Regions from separate parts of the Danio rerio genome. Here region 1 is linked to region 2. The links are chromatin contacts, called in public Micro-C maps. All regions are on one chromosome and are shown on one strand. Each heading gives the region's core, a stretch centred on a gene start, on an enhancer-like site or on the middle of the called end of the contact. The rest is flanking DNA. Distances are from core to core; before and after follow the strand shown. Region 1 has its middle 27 kb from the start of micall2b. Region 2 holds the start of uncx4.1 (Unc4.1 homeobox (C. elegans)).

Region 1 (4,398 bases), core at 1,621-4,120, 170 kb after region 2:
TCTGTGCGGAGTTTGCATGTTCTCCCCGTGTTTCACGTGCATTTTTCTCCGGTTTCCTCCCACCGTCCAAAAAAAAAACATACACCATAAGTAAATTAACTTCTTCAAATAGCATCCTAAAGCAACTTTTAGTCAGATACATCAGTTCACAAGTAGGGGGAGTTCGAGACCCACCTGAGCTCAAACTCTCCTCTCACCCTTCAAACGAGAGGGAGCCCCGAGCTCAAGGATATTCTGAGGTCAGGGCTCTCTCCCGGGATAGCATGCCAAACACACTTTATTATCAACCATCAGCTAAGCGTGAATTCTTGAATCGAGTTTTTTGGAGATTACTTAATTACGTTCAATCCACTTAAATTCGTAAAAATGAATAAGCTAACTTAATTCCTTCCTGTTGTACGAACACAAATTGATCATGTGGAACCCAGCATTTTTTCCACAGCGTTCTTTCTTAAATCATTTTCCTTTAATTCAGAAGGTTTTGTCTACCTTTGCAATGCAGACACATAAGCTTTTTTTCTGTGAATGTGCAAAACTTCTAGAGCTGCACGATTAATCGGAAAAATGTTGTGATCTCGATTCGACCCAACACGATCTTAATTCAGCTTTTCTACAATTCGGCCAATTACATTTTCACAGTCAGGAGAGAAGCATACAGGCAGTCCCACAAGTCTTCACATTGAATTATATTTGTTGCTCAGCAACAAGGACCCCTCCAAATGGCGTTAAGTGTCACAAACTGTATTTATAAGGTATAATTCTACCAAAATTTAATTTCTGTCTTCATGCAGTGCAGTCGTGGCTGCAAAATCACACGAGCTGACGGACTGTTTGTTTACTACTGAACAAACTGAACAATGTGACAGCAGCCATGACATGAGCCGCGCTCGGCAGAGAAAGTGAAACCAAAACAGTGCACATCATTTAAATGATCATATCACATTGTAAAAGTTATGATTACACTGGAGTGGGACTCTTTTTCAGCCCTGGAGTTTCAAGCCTTAGACCAGCCCACCTGTTCATGACTGACTACATTAAAATAAAGTCATTTCCAATTCAGTTTATAATGACACTACCACGTCTTTTTCAAGGAAACAGCTGCTTTAGAACTTCAACCCCCGATTTCACAAACAAGGTTTAAGGCTAGTCAAGATTAAATTGCATGTTTGAGCTGTCTCAACTCAAAAAAACTTGCGGAGAGATGTCTTAAAATAAGTCAGTGTCATTTTTTTGTCTGCAGGTGCACACCAGTAATGTTTTTTTAAGGCCATTTTTATAAATGTGTCTTAAATAGCCTAATTTAACTAAGGCCTAGTCCTGGCTTAACCTAAGCCCTGATTGTGAAACTGGGCCCAAATGTTTTTCAGAAATATGAGAACATTAAAGGGTAGCTAAATCTCCAACAGTATTCTTTAAAACGTCACAATGTCCTTTCCTGCAATATCTGAATATATATTCTGTGCAAAATTCTTTATAGATATCCACGGTGGTCATACAAAAAAAACAAACAAACAAAAAATGTACACCTATATAAGTAACCCAAACAGTATTATATGTCTTAAAAAAAATTACTCAGATGAGGATTAAACTTGGGTCAGTGGCATCATAACACAAAGTGCTGACCACTGGACCAAAATGGTTCTTCTGGTGTGTTTGGAATAAAAAATAAGTACTGCGCTATCATCTGCAACTCTTATAACCACAGTTTTACTTACTATTGATGGCTCAATCTTTTTCTCCCCTTTTTAAATTTCTGATCAAGTTATGTCAGATTTATTATAGTGAATCATCTGATTTTCATTGAGCAGGTGTAATATTCATTAATAATAATTATTCTAACTCTTATTTTCACAAAGGTGCCGCTGTTTGGGGTACAATGATTAACCTGCAGGCTACATTTTGCTCACGGGACTGCAAGAAAAAAAAATAAAAAGAGCGGAGCTGCGGCAAAATGATGAATAAAAAGAGTGAGGCTACCTTTCATAGTGAACACATTGTGCATTCAAAAAAATGTTTAACAGTGTCAGTATAACTACTCTAGCCTATATGATGTTCAATATAATCAGTGCTTAATTGTGAATTGCGAGGTCCCGGAACAGATCAGAGTAATGGATCCAGCATTTTGCCCGAGGATGTAGAGGTGTCGCGCACGAAAAGTGGAGAGCGATGGACATTATTATTTTGCAATGTGTTTTTTTTTTTTAAGTAAATAAAGGTGTAAATGTTATATATGGTGCTGTTATTTGCAGAGCTCCTTTATTTAAAAAAATCCCTGCAACGTCTGAAAAAGATCAAGCTTCAGCCTGGTCAGAAAAAGTAACGCAAAAGTAACGTAACGCATTACTTTCCATAAAAACCAAGTAGTGCAACTAGTTACTTTTTAGGAAAGTAACTTAATATTGTAATGCATTACTTTGAAAAGTAACATTCCCCAATATGTAGTATGCCTACGTATTACTTTAAAGTGTGTATACTGTATAATCAATTAAAAATTCCTTTCTTCAATAATTACAAAAATACTTAGATTTTAAAGTAGAGCTTCAGAATGCGTTCACTTTAAGAGCAGCATTAACATTCTGCTAAACATCTTTTTTTCCCTGATCAACAAAGGGAAAAAAACAAGCGTGGAACAAAATGAAAGTAAGCAAATGACGACAATCCTCGTTTTTACAAGCGAAATAATCGGCGCAAACTATCCAGCATCACTCGAGCAAACCGACATTCATGGCTCAATTGAATCAGCACCAAACAAACACTCTTAGCATAAATGCATATCAAAAGCAGAGGCGCATGTAAAGCCCAGCGGGACGTCCTTCGCTTGTGGATCAGATGGAAGGAAACACAGGTAATCCACTCGCCGTATCAGCGCCGACAGAGCGTCAACACATACATTAGCATATGTTAGCATTGCTATTCTTGTGCTCTCGCATGCTCTGTAATCTGTGTCGTAGCAGATTTCTCCAACGAGCAACAAAGCCAAACACAGACAGAAGCGGAATAAATCTGTATGCATGAGAAGCCCACAACGTACTGCTGGACGCACGAATGCTAACATGCATTATTAAGACGGCCAGGTGAGAGAGTACACAGACAAGGAGTGTGTACAGAGACTTTCACAGGGAATCCCCAAAATAAGACCAGGACTTAAGGTTATTATGGGATTCTGCACAGCTAGATGTTTTTCAAAGGTGTTGACTCAGTTGTTAAAGGGATAGTTTACCCAAAAGTTGAAATGTATTGTTTACTCACCCTCAAGTGATTTCAGAGTTTCTTTATTAGGTTAAACACTAAAGAAGATACTTTAAAGAAAGCTGAAAACCTGTAACCATTGGCTTCCATTGTAGGAAAAACTGATACTGAGGAAGTCCATGGTTACAGGTTTTCAGCTTTCTTTAAAGTATCTTCTTTTGTGTTCAACAGAAGTCAAACAGGTTTGCTACAAGTAAAGGGTGAGTGAATGATGACAATTTTCAGTTTTTGGGGAACTATGCCTTGAAGGCATTTTGAGTCAATAGTACAGCTGTATTATTTTTCTAGAAGTTTACACTATAAGTTACAAGAATCACATTATTTAAACATTATATAGAAAGTTATTCTAATGGCTATATTCATAGATCTTGGTATGAGTTCTTTTTTTTTAAAGTAAATATAAGTATAGATAATTATATTTTTTAATTGACAAATTTACACTAAACAAAATTGACAGTAAAAACTTAAATGTTTCTTGAGCAGCAAACAATCATATTAGAATGATTTGTGAAAGATCATGTGATACTGAAGGCTGGAGTTATGATGCCTTAAATATACACAATAGAAATAGAACTCAATATTAACACTTCAAATGACGTGTCGTTTAAACTATGATCCTGAACTTCTTACTGTATTACTGGTATACTTTTATATAAAGAATTGCATTTTAGATATAATATAAACTTGGATATTATACTATAGAACCATTTTCTGTAATAATATTTTTTAGGGGGTTTTACCTTTATTGTATAGGACAGTAGAGAGTACTGACATGAAAGTATGGGGAGCAGAGTGAGGGGAAGGATCGGCGTATGACCGCGAGGTGGGAATCGAACTCGGGTCGCCATGAGCACCGGAATACATGTGGATCAACACACTCACCACTAGCGCTGACCTATACAACCATTTTAACTGAAACTGGATGGATGGATGGATGGATGGATAAAATGCATTAAAAAAATAAAATAAAAATATAATGCATTATGTAATTCTTTAAAAGAATATCTAAAATAAATAAATATCTAAATTAATAGAAATATCTAAATAAATAAAGTAAATCTGAATATCTAAATAAATATCTAATTTTAAAAATCTCTAACTATGCAAATAAATATCAAATTAAATAAAAAATATCTAAAATAATACATA
Region 2 (3,952 bases), core at 765-3,264:
AAGTTAATTAAAGCTCGCGCATCTGACACAGTCACTCCGGCGGATTAAAAACAACGGGCGCCTTGCAACGCTTCGCAGGGGCCGCGTGTCAAGGGTTGTCTACCCAGGAGCCGCGCGCACGTCGAGCGGATACCGCTTGCTCAGAACTGGAGGGGTGCCCTTTCAAGAAGCGGTTTTCAAAAAGCAAACGACAAGAAGCCAATTATTGAACTTAGATGTCGGAGGAGGGGCAGAATGAAACGATTTCCATAATTCCTGTATGCGATGTGATGAAATGTTTGGGGATAAAGAGTGGAGGAGAGAGATACAAACCAAGCAGCATCAAACGCGCGCTCACGCAGGGAATGTGTGCTTTGAAAGCTACTAGTGCTGGAAGAGAGGCCTTTTTTCCCCCCTCAAAGTGCTGATTTGAAATGAACACATTGAAATGCAGAGAGGCGGCCAGCCAACAGACTGCGGGGTCAAGTGACGAACGGATTATATGCTTCTTCTTAATAATATTAATTAAACAATTTGCATGCTAATAAGGTAACAATTATCGTGCCTCTCTGTTGAAAGATTTAGGTTATTACTACACGCCATCCGGGTGCTGCTGAGGGTCAGCGCAAGCGGGCGAGTGGTGAGAAATTTCAACTCAAATTAACATTCTGGCAGCTGGAGAAATTGGATAAATAAAGTGGAATTAATTCTCAGTAATGGAGGAGGAGAGCAGGGAGAGGGAAAGACCCGTGTGCTTGCTTTACACATGGATGGGATTGATTACCATCCTGTATTCACAACCATCTCTCTTTCTCTCGCTCACTCACTTCTTTCCTTTCTAAATCCAATGCTAAATAAATAACAACAAATAAAAATGGACATGCTACAGATGAACTAAATACATTTATTCATTTTTTTCCTTTGACTTTGTACTTTTATTCATCAGGGGTCACCACAGCGGAGTGAACCGCCATGAACTACATTACAAATAAAAAACCTAAAAGTTTACAATCCTTCCATTATAAAATAATCACAAAATATTTAATGATTATGTCCCTCTTAGTTTAAACTTTTAATATTTTGTCTGTGCACCTGTGCGAGCTAATCTAACCTTGTGCATTTGTGGATTTTAATCGAATGTAATGCCTCATTTACATAGAAACTTTCTATTAAAAAAATCCTAATCTCACTTTAAATGGTTTGAACTTATTTGTAAAATGACCTCACACCATACACTCTCTCTGGAAATAACAAAGATGTAAGTTCTTTAACTTTACAAAACATAAAAACTAATGTAAAACCCTTGACATGTCAAGATTTCAATCGGATCTAGCTTTCCTCCCTCGCAAATAATCTGTCAGGCTCACTTTTGTTTCCACCTTCAGATATATATTTTTTCATAACACCTGCAAAGATCATGGCCACAGTAATCAGAACTGTGGAAATGAGTTGAAACTATTCGAGGCGCGCTCGCGTGTAGATATTAGAAAGGCTGAGGTGCTTGTAGTTTTAAATTCATCCTGACAGCTCGCAACAGGGTGGGAGATGCTTCATCCGTTCTAGGATCACTCTATTCAGGGCACGATGCCTCCGCGTAATGGGAGAACAGCGTTTTACGCATTCAGAGAGAGCCAGACGTTCCTCGAAAAGTATCAGATGTGGGATACTTGGCGTTTTCGGTTGTTAGGATGTTATTTTGTGTCTGTACAGAACAAATGCGGCGGTCAGAGCAGAACAATTAGCAATTGGAACAGAACCATTGTGTGTTTATGTAGAATTTAGTCGGGAATCAATCAATTTGCCGGTTTCGCCTCCTCCCCTTTCTCCTCCCCCTCGCCTAGTTGTGATGTCTCATGTCGTGTTGTGACAGCGCTGGTATTGTTTATTGAGGTGGATGTCAGGTATAATTAGCAATCGATATGGAAAACGTTTGTGTCGTGGCTCTGACGTCACCGACGATTAGGCTTTCTTATTGGTCGCGAATTCCCTAGCGCGAGAGCTAGTTATTTGGACAAGGGGAGAGTTGATGTTGACAAAGTAGGAGAGAGCGAATAAGCCCGCACGCCTGCCTCGGTCTCCTTATTCCTAATTCGGGAGCGCAAGGCATGTCAACGCCGCACGTCCCTTCACGGCTGCTGCATGCGTTCTGAGGGAAGAGTTGGAGCTTGTTTTGGCCAGACGAACGCGAGATGCAATGATGGATAGCCGGATCCTCGAGCATCCTCATGCCCAATTTGGAGGCTCTTTGGGAAGCATGGTTGGAATGGGTTTCCCCTACCACCTCGGTCATCATCATGTTTACGATATCTCCGGACACCAGCTACAGTCGGCGGCCGCTGTACCTTTTTCTATAGACGGATTACTTAACGGATCATGCTCGGGGTCTGTTGCAAACTCCAACCCATTGCTTGGATCTGGTTGTGGTGTAAACGGGGATAGTCAATATAAACTGGGCGGTAAGAGAATACTTTTTTTCTCAGTATAGCATGTGTACAGTTTTTGTGAGTATTTAATAGTTACGCGAGGCCTCTCGCCAAAAGAATCTGGAATATTTCTGTTCTTGCACTTTTGAATTGGAAGATTTTACAGGTTAAATAGAATGTAGGCCGATTTTACTCTTACTCGATTTTAGTCTAATGATGCACTGACAAATAAATTGTAGTCTTATTGTTACTGTGATAACGACAGGTGATTTTTTTTTCATTGGATTAAAAATCTTTGATTTGTGTTATGGGCAACCCTATGTATATTTATAGTTCTATAATTTTAAAATGCATAAATAAGATCATAAAACATTATGCAAACGTGTTAAAACCCTGTCAAATTAAATAAGACTTTGAACAATAATCAAATGCATTTTCATTTGAGTGTATTTTAAAATTAACATTAGTAATACTGCATTTGACCTATATATTTTAAGTACCCTTCACCGGTCAATTTAAACATGAAAAATAATGCACTTGTTTAAAATATTGTCATTTTATTTTATAATCATATGGATGTTATTCATTTTAAATTAACGTTCTTTAAATAATTTGCCAACAAAATCTTATGTATAATTTCTGCTAATTTCAAGCAGAATGTTTATGTGCATGTTCATCTTTGCATGCGCGTTCTGAAAGACTTTGTGGTTCTAGATGGCGGAGACCCCGACAAGGAAAGCCCTGGTTGTAAAAGGAGGCGAACACGTACAAATTTTACGGGTTGGCAGCTGGAGGAACTAGAGAAAGCCTTCAACGAAAGCCATTATCCGGACGTGTTCATGCGCGAGGCGCTCGCGCTACGTCTAGACCTTGTTGAGTCACGTGTTCAGGTAAATGATGGTTTGTTTTTATGTCACAACAAAATCTTTCATTGACCTTTATCATAATGGCCTACTAATTATTAATTAGACGGAGTAGCAATAGCCATGCTCATCTGTTTGTGATTCCTATAGGTTTAGTGTGAATTTAATAGAAAGCCTTTAAATGATGAATGTCAAAATTATTATTTTCTATGTGCATGACATGATACACAATTTAAAACAACATTACTTTGTAAATGATAATCATATAAAAGTCATTTAATCATTAAAAACATTGGTCGATAATTTAACTGATTTGGATATTAATTCATGCTAACTGATTACTGGTTTAGTTGTGTATGAATGCGATTTTTAAAGCGAATTATTATAAACAATTTATATTCAAAATAATGCTATTGTTACAATGTTTCTAATCTTTAAATGCCCTGTTTTTTATCATAATGAAACAATATTGCATTGTAGTTGATAGCTAATATATGTGATCAATTTACCTATTCTTTACTAATAAATGCAGGCCAGTGGGTTGTAAATGATCTTCGGTAACCGCTGAACGTGCAGCTTTTGTCTGCATTTAATCATTTTTTGTTGAAAATCGACGCTGGGTGAGAATCAGTTTTGTTTGGGGAGTTAAAAGCTTAGCTTTGTATTACGCTTATTCCTTAAGGAAGA

Evidence for each region. A called contact is a pair of places that touch in the nucleus more often than the background predicts.
Region 1: a contact with region 2 is called in a Micro-C map of caudal fin, with 7 times the contacts expected there. The contact joins the enhancer-like site here to the promoter of uncx4.1 in region 2. A contact is called at or near these places in 11 of 18 Hi-C or Micro-C datasets (caudal fin, embryo, fibroblasts and 3 more) and 3 of 4 datasets of contacts at active chromatin or transcription factors (caudal fin, embryo and gastrula embryo).

What each region holds. Positions count from the first base shown.
Region 1 is chr1:10,873,376-10,877,773 of GRCz12tu, forward strand. No RefSeq gene overlaps it. Among named protein-coding and RNA genes, the nearest start is that of micall2b, 27 kb to the right of the region's middle. Within about 2 kb of position 2,871, at least 7 of the 62 cell types and tissues checked have an H3K27ac peak or open chromatin away from gene starts, as enhancers often do. A contact at or near this core is called in caudal fin and gastrula embryo, where this site is marked.
Region 2 is chr1:10,706,476-10,710,427 of GRCz12tu, forward strand. uncx4.1 (Unc4.1 homeobox (C. elegans)) reads left to right here and starts at 2,015. Exons shown (of 3, transcript NM_001020780.2): 1 at 2,015-2,435; 2 at 3,117-3,292. The coding sequence starts at 2,174.